2 separate regions of the Danio rerio genome follow, and region 2 is linked to region 1. Evidence: chromatin contacts called from public Micro-C data. All regions are on one chromosome and are shown on one strand. The core of a region is the stretch at or near the end of the contact, and the rest is flanking DNA. Distances in the headings are between cores, read along the strand shown.

What was found. Hi-C and Micro-C count contacts between places; a contact is called where the count stands out from the background.
Region 2: a Micro-C map of caudal fin shows a contact between it and region 1, with 5 times the contacts expected there. The contact joins the promoter of c9h2orf80 here to the promoter of kctd12.1 in region 1. A contact is called at or near these places in 4 of 18 Hi-C or Micro-C datasets (caudal fin, embryo, hematopoietic stem cells and 1 more) and 3 of 4 datasets of contacts at active chromatin or transcription factors (caudal fin, embryo and gastrula embryo).

What each region holds. Positions count from the first base shown.
Region 1 is chr9:23,456,905-23,464,179 of GRCz12tu, reverse strand. kctd12.1 (potassium channel tetramerisation domain containing 12.1) reads right to left here and starts at 4,262. Exons shown (of 1, transcript NM_194405.2): 1 at 2,395-4,262. The coding sequence starts at 4,200. The coding sequence ends at 3,334.
Region 2 is chr9:23,597,764-23,604,334 of GRCz12tu, reverse strand. c9h2orf80 (chromosome 9 C2orf80 homolog) reads right to left here and starts at 4,259. Exons shown (of 10, transcript XM_073912616.1): 1 at 4,152-4,259; 2 at 3,817-3,884; 3 at 3,633-3,695; 4 at 3,422-3,503; 5 at 3,188-3,267; 6 at 2,778-2,868; 7 at 2,625-2,702; 8 at 2,290-2,378; 9 at 2,076-2,182; 10 at 1,717-1,940. The coding sequence starts at 3,673. The coding sequence ends at 2,146. sgo2 (shugoshin 2) reads right to left here. Exons shown (of 8, transcript NM_001123299.1): 7 at 4,886-4,991; 8 at 4,208-4,787. The coding sequence ends at 4,688.

The sequences.
Region 1 (7,275 bases), core at 3,013-5,512:
CACTCATACACTCCAATTTAGTTTATTCAAAAAGCGCATGTCTTTGGACTGTGGGGGGAAACTGGAGCAGTCAGAGAAAACCCATGCAAACACAGGGAGAACATGCAAAGTCCACACAGAAATGCTAACTGGGCCAGCCGGGACTCGAACCAGTGACCTTCTTGCTGTGAGATGACAGTTCTAACCACTAAGCCACTCTGATTAAATTGCTTAAAATGTGGAATACAGATGTGTCATTTTGTAAATTAAAATTTGTATTGGACTGCAATTTGTAATCTACCCAACACAACCATTAAAATGTATGTTTTACTTAACACACTCCTTGACAAAGAACAGAGTGGTGCGATGAGTGAACAGACCATTAATACATTTCCCAGCTGAGAGTAATGGTTATTTTTAGCGAAGAATTTAATTTGAATAATCACATTTTCTTCTGACTGAAGTCAGTCTTGTGGTATGTTTTGTTACGCAGTTCTTTGATCTGGTTTTCTGGGACAAGAAAGGTTTTCTAAGAGAACAAAGACTTTGCTGGAAGCTGGAACATGGTGATAGATGTTCAGAAGATGTTCAGAAATGGACATCTTTATGCTGTTCGTTGATCTAAATCTGAATTATTGATAATAATTCCATACAAAATCTGCTTTTTGTCTATCTCAACTATCAACATGTTAAATCCCCAAGTTCTCCTCTGACATTTGCATCACAAATGAGTTCTGTTAGTCACAAAGGATATAGGTCTCTGAATCACATCAGCTAATTAACTGGGGTGCTTCATGGTTCGGTTTAGGGCTGCACAATGTATAGTTTCAGCATTGAGGTGCGCATCCACAATACTCACATCGCAAAGATATGCAGTGTCCAGTCTGAATTAGTTTTTAGTTTGTTTGTTTTTTTTTGTTTGTTTTTATTGCAATAACAACAGGCAATTACAACAGATCACATTAAAAATGATAAAAAAAATTAATGAAGAATGTTGAAGCACATGTTTTTGCAAGTTTTAACTGCTTGTTATGAGACTGTAATGGTTTTAAATTTGGCTAACATTGAGTATATTTACATTTATGTATAAAGAAAACTCTCCAATAAATGAAGGTTCATACAAAAGGTTGAATTAAGGAATTGTTTTACTTTCATGTAAAATCCCAAAATAATATGTCTATAGCTTAAATAAAAATCACCACAAACCTTTTCAACAATTCGAGGATTCTCATCAGACCAGAAAGATTTAACAAAGGGACATTCCTAAAACAAGTGGGCAACAGACAATCACAGAAAGAGCAAGAGACGTCAGTGTCATTTTTGAATTTCTGTACAAATTTTGTAACTGGGGGAGTGACCAAACATACGACTATTTAACACCATTTTTACTTATTTCTTCTGACTGTGAAAACTAAATATTTTTACTTGGTCTGAAAATGTTATTGATATTTGGACTAGAAACAAGAGTTAAAAAAAGCTTTTTGCATTGTGATTAATACATTTCTGTATCTAAATACTATTAGACTCTACAGCAAATGATCAAATAGAGCTGTTCAAACAATCTCCTGAAACTGTATTCATATCGCGATAATTATCGCAGAAAAATAAAATATCGCAATATCAGATCTTTCCAATTTCGCACAGCCCTAGTTCAGTTCTATGTCCTCTTTTCTTTGTAAACATGGTACAATTTGGCCCCAGTCTTTAGGGCACGTGAATTCTACTATCACTGATTTATTTATTTGAATAAAATGACTGAAACACACTGGTTTGTAGTTTACATTGTGTAGCAGTTACACATGACACATGAATGATATATACTTGTGTACAGATTTCATCAATGGATGCAAACAGAGAGACCCGTTCTGTAACCCTAACCTTGCAGCTGGATCCTTTCATTATTTACACTTGAAATGATAATGCCACCTATATTTGTGCACAGCTGCGCCATCTGCATTTCAACAACATTCGTGTCACACAAAACGGAAAGGGATCTATTGTATATTGCATTCATTAGGATTGGCAATGATCCATGATCAGGCCACTGAAATATTCTGGCTGACCCCCAAACCTCTCAAGAGCTCAGTTAATAATACTCCATCCGTCCAAAAAGCAAGCTTGAGGACTGATTTGTTAATGCCAGTTATTTCCCTGCAATTCATTTTCTCCCTGAAAGACTAATGTTTTGTGTTAGAGCTCTGACATCTGTAACTTTTACCCTATTTAAACTCAAACATGCATTTTTGCTTTTCTATGTAAGGTCTTTTTAAAAAGAAACACAAAAATCATGGGATGCATTTACACCAAACAGGAGAGCACGCAGAAGGTGTTCAGCAGCTGGTTACACGTCTTGTTATGCCCTCCAGCCACTCTGGCACACTGGAAACAAACAAAAATGAGGCTGATGCTGAAAGATTATGACAGATTATAATTTATTGAATGATCAACTCTTAGAACAGACAACAGAGACACTTTACAATGCTGGAGTAAAAGGGAGCACTTTGTTGCAATATAGAGAAGAAAAGGTAAACCAAATAATTCCCACTTTTCATCCAAGCAAAATGTGTGCAAAATACAAAATGGTTTAAGCGCTTTTAAGCCTTGCCAAAGAATAAAGTTGTAATGTCATTGTTTCCATCCACTCCACGATTAAGATATTCAACTCAAATTTCTTAATCTGTAACGTTGAAATGCAAATTAGTCTAAAAGTGCAAAGAATTACTGCAGGTAACTTTGGCACCACTATATTTTACAACAAAAAATTAAGGCAGCAGTTCTATTTTTTGTTGTTTAAGCTATTTGAAAAGATGAACCAGAATTTAAGGGGAAAGCCTCATTGAGATCTAGCAGTGATGAATGTCAAACTCTTTCCAGATGGTTGCTTAATGATTCAGTAAATGGATTTTCCTTAAAGTGGAATCATCTTTTAAATCATTCACCCAGTAACAAAAATATCATTAAGAGCATTCATCAAAATCTTACAAATCTGCTCTCTATGCAGTGTTCGGATGAAGCATTTGTTGATGCATGCATAAAGAATAACGAGTACAAAACACATCTGGGAATCTTTTTACAAATAGGCCCTTGAATCTGACTTACAAAAATCTTTATCTGCAAACAAAATGAAATTATGAATTTCTGAATGGAAGTGCTGAGATAGTAAGTTATTCTGCGTTTGTTATTTCTAACAATACCTATAGTCAGCCATTAAAAATTCTATGGAAACAACTAGATATTTGCTTTGTGTGAATGAAGGAAAACTCCAATACACATCTCCTAACCGGATAAAATTTCACTCTCGTAGTAGGACGCCTATGTACACACGCTCTCTCTCTTAAATAAAGCGCTTTTGGCTCATTCTCGACAGAAAACATACTCTGTGTAGCTTGTCCAGACTTTGTCCTCGTTTGGGTCGCTGCTGGAGTACGCGCACGTGCCCGTGGAGCTGCACGCGACCATCTGGAAGCCAAACTCTGACAGTTTGTCAAACGCCTGTTCGAGGAAATTATATTTCAGATAATAGCGCGAGGTGTACCTCTCTGGGGGCCGGTCCGGGTCTCTGCTTTCGTTCAATGTGTCTCCAAACACCTCCTTTGCCAAAGAAGTCTTCCCGCAAACCGTGATCCGCGCGACCCGCCTGAATTTGGCGTCTGTCTGTATGTCTCTTCCCATTGTGTACGAGCCTCGGTAACCAACCGTGATGTACCCAGACTTTCTGGACTCCAGGGAGGGAGAATGTGCGCTGCTGGCGACGGACAGAGTGCGAGAAGTCTCGGGTCCGACCACCGGAGTCGCGCTCGCGCTCGGCTCCTCCGAGTCACTCTGGCAGATCTCGTCAGTGATGGAGTTGTCTTTACTCATTTTGGGACTCAAGAGCTTGCTAAGGTCCCGCAGCTGAAAGAACTCAGCCTCTCTCTGTAATCTACTTTTCTCTGGAAAATAGTCCGGCAGAACCAGGTTTAGATCCCGTAGGTAGTCTAAAATGTAGCGGAAAAGAAAGCCGTCCCGGTCCAGAAAAAAACGACCTTTGCTGTCCCGCGCCAGCTCAGCCGGTGTTTTCTTACTGAACATGTTCCACAGCAGAGAGTCCGGTACGGCTATTAAAGTGGTGTGCCGCGTTACATACACCTGTCCTCCCACGTTAAGTTCGATAATGACGGAAAACGGAGACGCGGAATCAGCGCCGTTTGATATTCCACACTCGGGGTCTGCCAAAGCCATCGCGTCTCCTCTGCTGAAGATGCCAGTCACTCGCGATTGTGCGCAAAGGGCTTCCCAAAGGCTCGGGATAAGGGCAGATGTTTGTTTAAATAGGCTGTGGGAGGGGAGAGAAGACGAACGATGTTAACGCTTTATTGACAAAATGAGACCAACAGCTTGCATGCCTCCTGCTGTCAAAGATCGGATGCTAGTGTATCTCATGCAACAAAAGTGTAAGGATGCTAAATGTAGATAATAAGATGGCGGAAAAATATACGGATAAACGAAATATCCCCCATATCTATCACGCAGTGGGTGAAAACAGTTAATTACAGAATTGACATTTCTCTTGTGCCTTTTGATAAAGAGAATAGCGACATCTGGTGGTAGAACGTGAGAGTTGCGGCTACCAAACTTCACAGTTAAACGTAGGTTACTAGTAAAACGCTTATAAAAGTAATTTATTAACAGGATTAGCAAACGTTTAGATCTGATACAACATGAGCCTGAGTGACTGCTTTTATTACAGGCTTTTATCAACCAGCTACCAATCTGCCGTCAAGTTGGCCAGCAAACGTTTGTATTCATTTTAAATCAATTCACTTTTATTGTCAAATCAGCAGCAGCGGCACATGTAGGCTACTATGACCAAGGGCGGATTTAACCATTAAGCAAGGTAAGCGGCCGCTTACCTTGTTGAATTTAAACAAACACATTAAATTAAGTATTGTTAATTTGTTAATAGTAAACTTAATTTGTTTGTTTAAATTTAGCTAAAATTAATTTTTACAACCACTTAACTTAAAAAAAAATTGTAAATCCAAGGAATCATATTTGAATATTTTTTTTCAGTGTAGTTTATATGAAATTTTTATTTGTAAATTAATTTTAAGAAAACTAATTAATTTAAAAGTTTGACAAGGTGCTTAGCATTTTGTTATTTTTGTTTTGCATCAAAACAAAATGTAGAAAAGCAGTGATATAAGAAAAAAAAGTGCAAAATAAATAAATTAAAAATAAATGAAAATAGCAAAGATGCATTTTATAACTTTTGGGCCCCATGGCGGGAATTGCTTAGGGCCCCCAATTCACTAAATCCACCACTGCTGATGAGTAAAAAGCCCAAGTGCTGGCTCCAGACATTGCAAAATACTACAACATACTTCAAAAAAAAAAACAATATACTATAAGCAGTGTTGACAGATACGTAAAAGACAATAAATTCATTAGGTAAAGCACACAAATGGGCACAGATGGACGAGTACACAGTCAAAAAGGTGTACACATAGTGTGTCATTGTTGTAGGCAATATTGTTTTAAGGTAAGGATTGGGTAAAGTGCAGTGCATGCTACATTTTAATGGTATGCAGTGAGGGGTATGGAAAAAGTTTGTGCGAGGTGTGTTGTGTTCATCAGCCTAATTGTGGGTAGAAGCTTTCCTTCAGTTGGCTGCATGACCAGAAGTAGAAAAGTTCAGAAAAGTCTGTGGCTTGGGTGTGCGTTGCTGATGATTCTCTTGTCTTACCTCATGCACTGCCTGGTGTAGATCTCCCAGAAGGAGGGAGGCTCAGCTCCTACAACAAGGCCTGCCGTTTGCATTTATTTATTTATTTGTTTAACAATAATTATTTTTATGGCATTTTACTGAGTAATGAGCATTTGTAACGTTACCACACCATGAAAAGTTGAAACTACCTAATATTTAAGAGTAAAAACTTTTCTTCAGAACCACATGGTCACTATTTAAGGCCGATATAATTTCAGAATGATTAATTGACCTTGTTACACTGAATGTATGACTTCTAACAAGCTGCATATGTTTCCTGGATACTTCGATCAATCACAACATTTTTAAAAAGTACCTTTGCGATTCACAGGTGTTTTTCTTTTTTTACACTTCTGAAGTGTATACCAGGACTATGATCTGTGCTCCTACAAATTTGAGTGGTGACAATTTAATTCTACAGATTAACAAAGCAACATTTAGGCAGCCTACTGACTTTTTAGTAGCAATATTCAAAATATTGTATGATAAAATAGTGCTCAGCATAATTGAGTACACCCCATTTAGAAAATGAATATTTTATCCTTTTTTTTTTGTGAATATAGGCAATGTATTTTGGTGTATTTAAACAAAACTGATTTATTAAACAGATATATTTAATAAAATAATATTTTTGTTCACCAAACAATTTTGAAATTGAAAGATAACACAATTAAATTCAAACAAAATATTGCAAAAAAATGCAAAATTTCAACTAAACTTTCATTTTTTGCTTCTCTTGATTTTTCCTCTTTTTTATGTGTATTTATTATTTTTCCATAACATATAAATTTGCCTTTACTAGTTTCTGGACTGTTAGAAGTTATTTTGTTAGATAAGCTCCAGATTTGGCTTCAGTACTGACTAATCTAATGTATATGCACAAATATAATATTGTACTGCTTCCTATTAAACATCTGAATTTAAAAGATAGATTTGTGAGGGGTGGTCTTATGCTGAGCACTGTAGATAATAAAATGTAAAAAAATAATAATAATAATTAAAAAACTGTAAAATAGCGCCACACAAAAATACTATAGCTTATACGAACCATTTTGAAACCTAATTTACATAATCAGAAATGCACAATGTGTTGTTTCTAACTACCAAAAATGTCAATAAAAGTTGCTTTGTTATTCTTTTCAACATAATATTTGTGAGTAAAGGGTCAAGGCTTCATAAATTGAAGCATAAATACACAGAAAACACCAATGAATCACAAACTCTGGGAAACTCAATGAAGTTAATTCAATGAAACATTTTACAGTTTAAGACAACAACACTTATTTGTACATTCCAAGAAAGCCAATTTATGTTTATTTAAGAATATAACATAAATGTATGAACATTACACTGAATCACAATTTTTACTATATGACATATTTGTATGTTTTATTTTCAACCAGCCAAATGCTGCAGCAGAAATCCAGCTTCATCAGACCAGAAAAAACTTCTAATTTTATATGATTTCTTTGCTGAGTGTCGTTGCTGTGCTCTTGTGCTTCTGCTGCTGGAGCTCATCTGCTTCACAGTTCACTGTTGTGCCTCCTTTC
Region 2 (6,571 bases), core at 3,010-5,509, 140 kb before region 1:
TCTCCCCCTGTCTTAAAGCACATCTTACCTTATATACTCAAGTCAAAACAAACAGCCATAAATTCTAACAATAGAAGTGTCACAGAAACCCTGGCCTGGTGAATTTGAGGACTTAACCATCTCTGAGGAGGGAGAGCATCTTATCAAGATCTTATAGAAGTCAAAAACCAAATCAACATAAACCAGTGAAATAATACTGTAAAATTAAGACCACTTTACCAATCACACAGAGACATTTAAAATGATACCAAACATGAATATAGTGCTACAAGATACACCATATTAAAACCTTGAACATTTTATGTGAAATGTGCTCTAATCAGAAGGTAACATAAGGGTCAAGAAGGGGGGCTTAGGTGGAAGGAGAAGGGTGACTTCTTCGCATCACCCACTGCTGTAATGTAGCTCTGTTTCTCCAGCCTGTGTTTGCATTGTCAACAGTGATTTGAATAGAACAGTTAAACAGCTGGTTTCTTCATCACTTCTCTTGTCTAATGAAATTCCACAATAGTTCTGAGGGTCTGATATTTTGGATCCTTACAATGATAACATAATCACCCATGCATAATAATGAGTTTAAATTCTTTGTAAATAAGCTTGTTGTATATTTACTATTAAAATATCAACATTTGATATTTTAAAGGCGGAAGAGAAGTAACATATGTACATGGGGGATCAAAATGATTACTTTGATATACAGTTCATGCATGCGTGTATCTCATCATGTATTACGTCAGATAAACAGCACAGTGACAGAGACACGGAAGCTGAAATACAGCTCATTAGTCAAAAATACCAAGCAAGTTAATTTCATGTATTTGTGGTGAAGTTTATTCAAGCCTTTCTGAAATGATGAGTCTCACACAAATGCTGTTTGGAGTACACACAAACACACATATTAGCGTTTACTGACACCATGTGGCCGTGGTGATTATAGTGGTTAAGAATTAGATAGCAATTTTACTGTCTTTATTACAAACATGCTCTGTTTTAAACAGGTTTTAAACTATAAAAAGCACAGAGAGTAGTAACATATTTTAATCCGTTTATTTGCGAAAAAAAAAAAAAGTTCTGTGGACGCGTGTATGTTATTATAGAAACATGGTGCCTGTCAATCAATTTGGTCGGTAGGAAAACTGCACTTCTATGTCACATTGCGGTGGGCCTCAAAATCAATGGGATTTGAGTGCTAATTTAAATTCAGGAAATTATAAAAAAAAAAGATTTGTTGGGTTTATATCAGTGAAAGTGGACACACTTTTAATATTGTACTATACAAACACTATAAAATACAAATGAAATCAAAATTAGCCATATTGAGTTTGTTAGCTCACATAGTTTTGTGGTAAAACAATTTATCTGAACGTGTCATTAAGAAAAATGTTTAAGGTATTGGGCATTATTAACATACTGTAACCACACCCCTCCAACAGTCAGTTGTCAGTTTTGACGACAAACAGAAATGGTGAGGAGGTGTTTGTTGTTGTCATACCTCTTCTAAAACCCATTTGAACGAAACACCTACTTAACTACTGTACATCTATTCAGATCCCAGTAGAATAAAAACAAGCCACGCTCATTTAATTTTCTTATTTAATAATACATATATATATACATATATATATATATATATATATATATATATATATATATATATATATATATATATATATATATTTTTTTTTTTTTTTTTTTATAAAAGCAATTGCAGCTTCCGGTTTATGTGGACTTTAATGGGTGCCAGCTACCAGCATTTTTCAAAATAACTACTTTGGTGTTCAACAGCAGAAAGAAACTCAAAGTTTAAGTTGAGGTGAACTATCCCTTTAAATGTGTAAAGACTGCGTGTTTAATAAACCATGCTGTTGTTTTCAATCCTGCAGAGATTCTTGTGAGCCTTCATAGTGAGCAGTTGCATCTTTTAAAGATTCTTCACTGTCCTGTATTTGACAAAACAGGTACAACAGTTACAGTACACAGTTTGAGCACTTGATGGCAGTAGTTATCAACTTTTCAATGAGTACGCTCTCAATGCTTTCAATGGAAGCATTAGGGCTCAACTGACTGACACTCACACTGAATGAGGAGCTTGAAGAGGACCTGGAGGAGGACTTCGATGTTTCTGACACCGGAGAGACCTGCTGCTTATCCTGTTCCTTGATCCAGCGTTTCAGAGCTTGGACTGGTAACAAAACAAAATGATGAAAAAAGAAAGCATTTGTTCGCTCTATATTTTCATCAGTATTGCTTCCATATTATGAATTTTGGTTCATATAAAATGTCACATACTGTGTTTTTTTTGAGCAGTCCACTGCTTTGAATGAACTAAGCATGGCGAATGGATGATAAGAGAGGGAAAACGGGTGCACGATGTTGCCCTGTTAAGGAAAAGGCTGTGTGGTTATTTCCTTTTTACAGATAATTATAGATAATTAACTTAATTTTTAAAGTAACTTAGTTGTTAATTAACTGAATTATTTGTTCATTTTGATTTAATGCATAAATGAATCAGCTTTCACAAATTTTATTTATTAAACACAGGTTTGACTTTTTTCCATATTGAATATTAATTGGTCCAATTGTCATCCAACATTTGCTCAAATTAACTACGATAAATGTCATACCTTGGCATCATTATGAGGGTAAGATGCAGATGGTTTGCAATTGTACAGAAACAGAATATCTTCTAATGGTAAGTTGTTCTGAAAATGAGGTGAAACCTGGTTAAAAACCAAAAGAAATTGCAACAGGTTCTTTACCCTTATTATTGACCTTACCAGAAGCATTCCAGCAAAGGAAGAAAGAATCATTGCTTCTCTTTCCAAGCGATTGGGATACTGGCTAAAGTGTCCTAAACTGGCACTTCCTCTACAAGTACAGTTCATGGGCAAATGAGGCACAAATATTTGTAAAAGCACTGCATACATACACCATAAAATGTCTGTGGTAAAAAAAAAAATCTTTAAAAATTATACATTAAAAAAATCTGTAACTTGGTTAAAAGTTTTTATTAATAAAAACGGTGAACAACCATAAACTGACTTCCCAGAATTCTGTGTGAAGTTTTTTTTTAATCAGTTGTGTACATTAAAGGTACATCTTCTTTGGATAAATAATTGATCATGCTGGTGTATAGTAGTTATGTAAACGAAAGTGACTGTCTTCTATTAGAATGTATTCTACTCACATATCATTATCAGCTGTATTCAATCCTTCATCTTTATTGAGCCTCCACAAAGCCACACTTATAGCCAAGTCATAATGTGCCTAAATTAATCAGACAAGTTTCATTCTGAACATGATCAGCAATACATACATGTTCTATTGTGACGTTGTATAACATTTTAACATTTAAAAAAATAAAATAAATAAAAGTTCTAGTCATAGAGATTGTACTGGTCCTTTAATGTGGATCAATTACCAAATCATCCAACATAGTAGAAGTGCTTTTCCCCTTTGGATCAAAACTATCTTCTCTGAATCGTCGTCCAATATATTCACCACTAAAAGAGTTTAGGAGACATATCTTTCTGTAGTCGTTACAAGTTTTAAACATTATTTTAAAGACAAGCCCTCACAAAATAACTATTTCACTAATCTAGATTCAACTCAATGCATTTTAGGCTACTTACAGCAAGGTTTTAACATCCCTCTTGACTCGCTTGGCTTCCATATTTCAGACTCTCGCTGAGACACTTATTAATAAGAAGGTGTTTATTTAAACTCAGTCTGAAACAATAATTTAAATCCACTTATAAAATGATTGCTGAGAATATGAAATGGACATTGCAAATAAAACAAGTTTAACAAGTTCACCTTAGTGGTTAATCCTTTGCCAGGGGCAACACTAAACACATGAAGAAAACTCCAAGCTCAGTTGTTTCCTATTAACAGGAAAAGTTAGATGAACATTTGACAGGGTATAAAACAAACAAGGGTTAGATTACCCAACACCTAAAGCATGACAAAAACAAGCTCTACAAACACTGAATACATTTTAAAAAGAACTTATGCTGTATAGAAAAGACCACAGTTTAATATAATCCATCGACTTTAACCTTGATGCAAAAACACACTTCACCTGTACAAACAGAAAACCAACCTGCCTCATGAATACTAAATACACATAGTTGTATACAAAGATGACTTACCTAAAATTCTAGCACAGATTCTGGCACAATAAGAGAACTACGCATGAGAGGGTTCGGGCTGCTTTCAGACAGCATAAACTGGTAGAACAGACACTCCTACTTGATCTCAGAACTGTAGTCATCTCATGTGAACAGTCCTCTAAATTATTAATTCAGTCCTTCAATCACTTTAACGCTGTCGGCCAGTGTTTGGTTACATAACACACAGATACAACTGCTCAATAGCATGTATATGAAAGCTGCTGTAAAGGGTCCTGAACACAACTGACTTTTATACGATTAGCAGGAATGTAGCACAGCTACAACGTAGAATCAATGTTAAACTACACATAGAGCAGATTCTCTTTATTAAACACTAAAATAAATATGTAAAATTCAAACAATGTTTCCTAAATACACAAAAAAAGGAAAGCTGAGATCCAATGCAATATTACCAGCTGCAGGTAAAATACTTTAAAATCAAACTATTAAACATTTTCATTACATAAAAAGACAAACTTAAAAAAAAAAACATGTCATGGGGACAGGGGGGTTTATCACTCCGAAATGAGTTTCTTCTTTTTCTTCTTTTTATCTTTGAACACTGGAGAGTTTAAGAATTGTGTATCAGTGTACTTGTCCCCTCGCCTCATTTTGCTGCAAAAACAAATAAATAATTAACAAAAATGATTATTCTGCATCAAGGATGAAAAATATTATACTTTTTGATACTGTTCTATTGAAGGACGACTCACCAGTTGATTTTTGGCTCTTTGTAGGTGACTGGTGTTGCTCGTCTTCGCGGTCTCCCTAAATCAGCATTAACTGTGTTTGTTAGACTCTTCATTACCCTTCCTTCTTCTGTTTGAGGTATAAACAAAAAAATATATATTAAAAAAATTATCATCAAAAACCACATCAGAATGATGAAGTTTAAAAGTGAAAAGATTATGCATCTGTATTAAAAATAGAAAATGTTCAGTTCCTAAAACATCCCTTTTCATCCCTGTGCTCTCAATGCAGTGTTTTTTTAGTATTCATCACTTACACAACCAATCAAATGTTTAAGGTGAGTAGGATTCTTAAATGTTTTAAAATAAGCTTCTCCTGCTCACCAAGGCTGCGTTTATTTAATCAAAAATACAGTACAAATTGTAAAAAGTTATTGCTCTATAAAATACCTGCTCAAAAGTAGTTTATCGTTTAATTTAATCATTTCAGTGATTTTCAAGATGAATTTTCAGCTTCATTACTTCAGTCTTCAGACTCGCATGATCCTTCACAAATCACTCTAATAATAATAATTATTATTAATGGTAATAGTAATAAAAGCAATAATGACTGTAGAAATGATTTCATTTAAAACTACATACAATAAGAAAGCAGTTATTTAAAATGTTAATAAATATTTACCTTTCTTTACATTTTATAAATGCTGCCTTGATGAAAAGAATCACTTTCATCATTAAAAAAAGTATGTGAAAAAAGTATTAGTGTATGTTTTTACTCTAAACCAGACAGAAAATCAAAAGTACCATAGATGCCAGCAAGATGATATCCAAGCTTTGTTGGTGGCCATACAAGGGCACCCCTTATCTTTTTTTATTTCTTTAAAATAGCTTGAGTTTACAAACCATATTTTTTCATAATTTCACAGTATGAAATAAATATATTCTCAAGCCATGGAAAATAACAAAGGTTTCTACCAGCTTTAAATCTTTTACTCTTCCTAAATTACAATAAAAAATATACAATAACAAAAATAAGAAGAAGTGAAAAGATTTCTATTTAGGAACTTTTCAGCGATATACAGTTTTTCCCGATTACATTCGTATTTAAATTGCAATCTACTGATGTAAACTACTGACATAGATGTAACATATGAAGTAAAATCCCAGCGGTTTAGAAATGTATGCTTATTTATGTTGATTTGCTTTAAAGCATGGGTTTAAAGTTACAGTGCTCCCATTTATTTTGATTAATTTAGCTTTTTTAACATGTAAAAGCCCACCAAAACTCAAATGTCATATGTGAGTAAAATTGTCCCCTTGTTTGTGAGTGCACTGCTCTGCATGCCTCTGTCACATTCAGTAACATGAATGAGGAATGATTTTGTTCATATGGCTTATTCTGGCTTTATCTTTACCTGTCATTAGAACACACAGATATGGTTGTTCGTTCACGAATTAACTGCTGCATTGCAAGAGAATTCTTGCAATCTAAGCAAGAGCAATTACATAATATTCAGACAAAAAGGTGCTCTTTGGTTTTCAACTATTATAACTAATGTGCTAAAGAGTGACTGTTTTGAGGTGAACTTGAGCGAAATTTCAGTGTTTGCCTATGACCAAATGAACCAAACTAACAGAGAAAAGGTTGTTTTCAATTTTGAAGCAAGTGTTCCAAACAAACCAGGTATTAAACGATCAAAGAATAACATA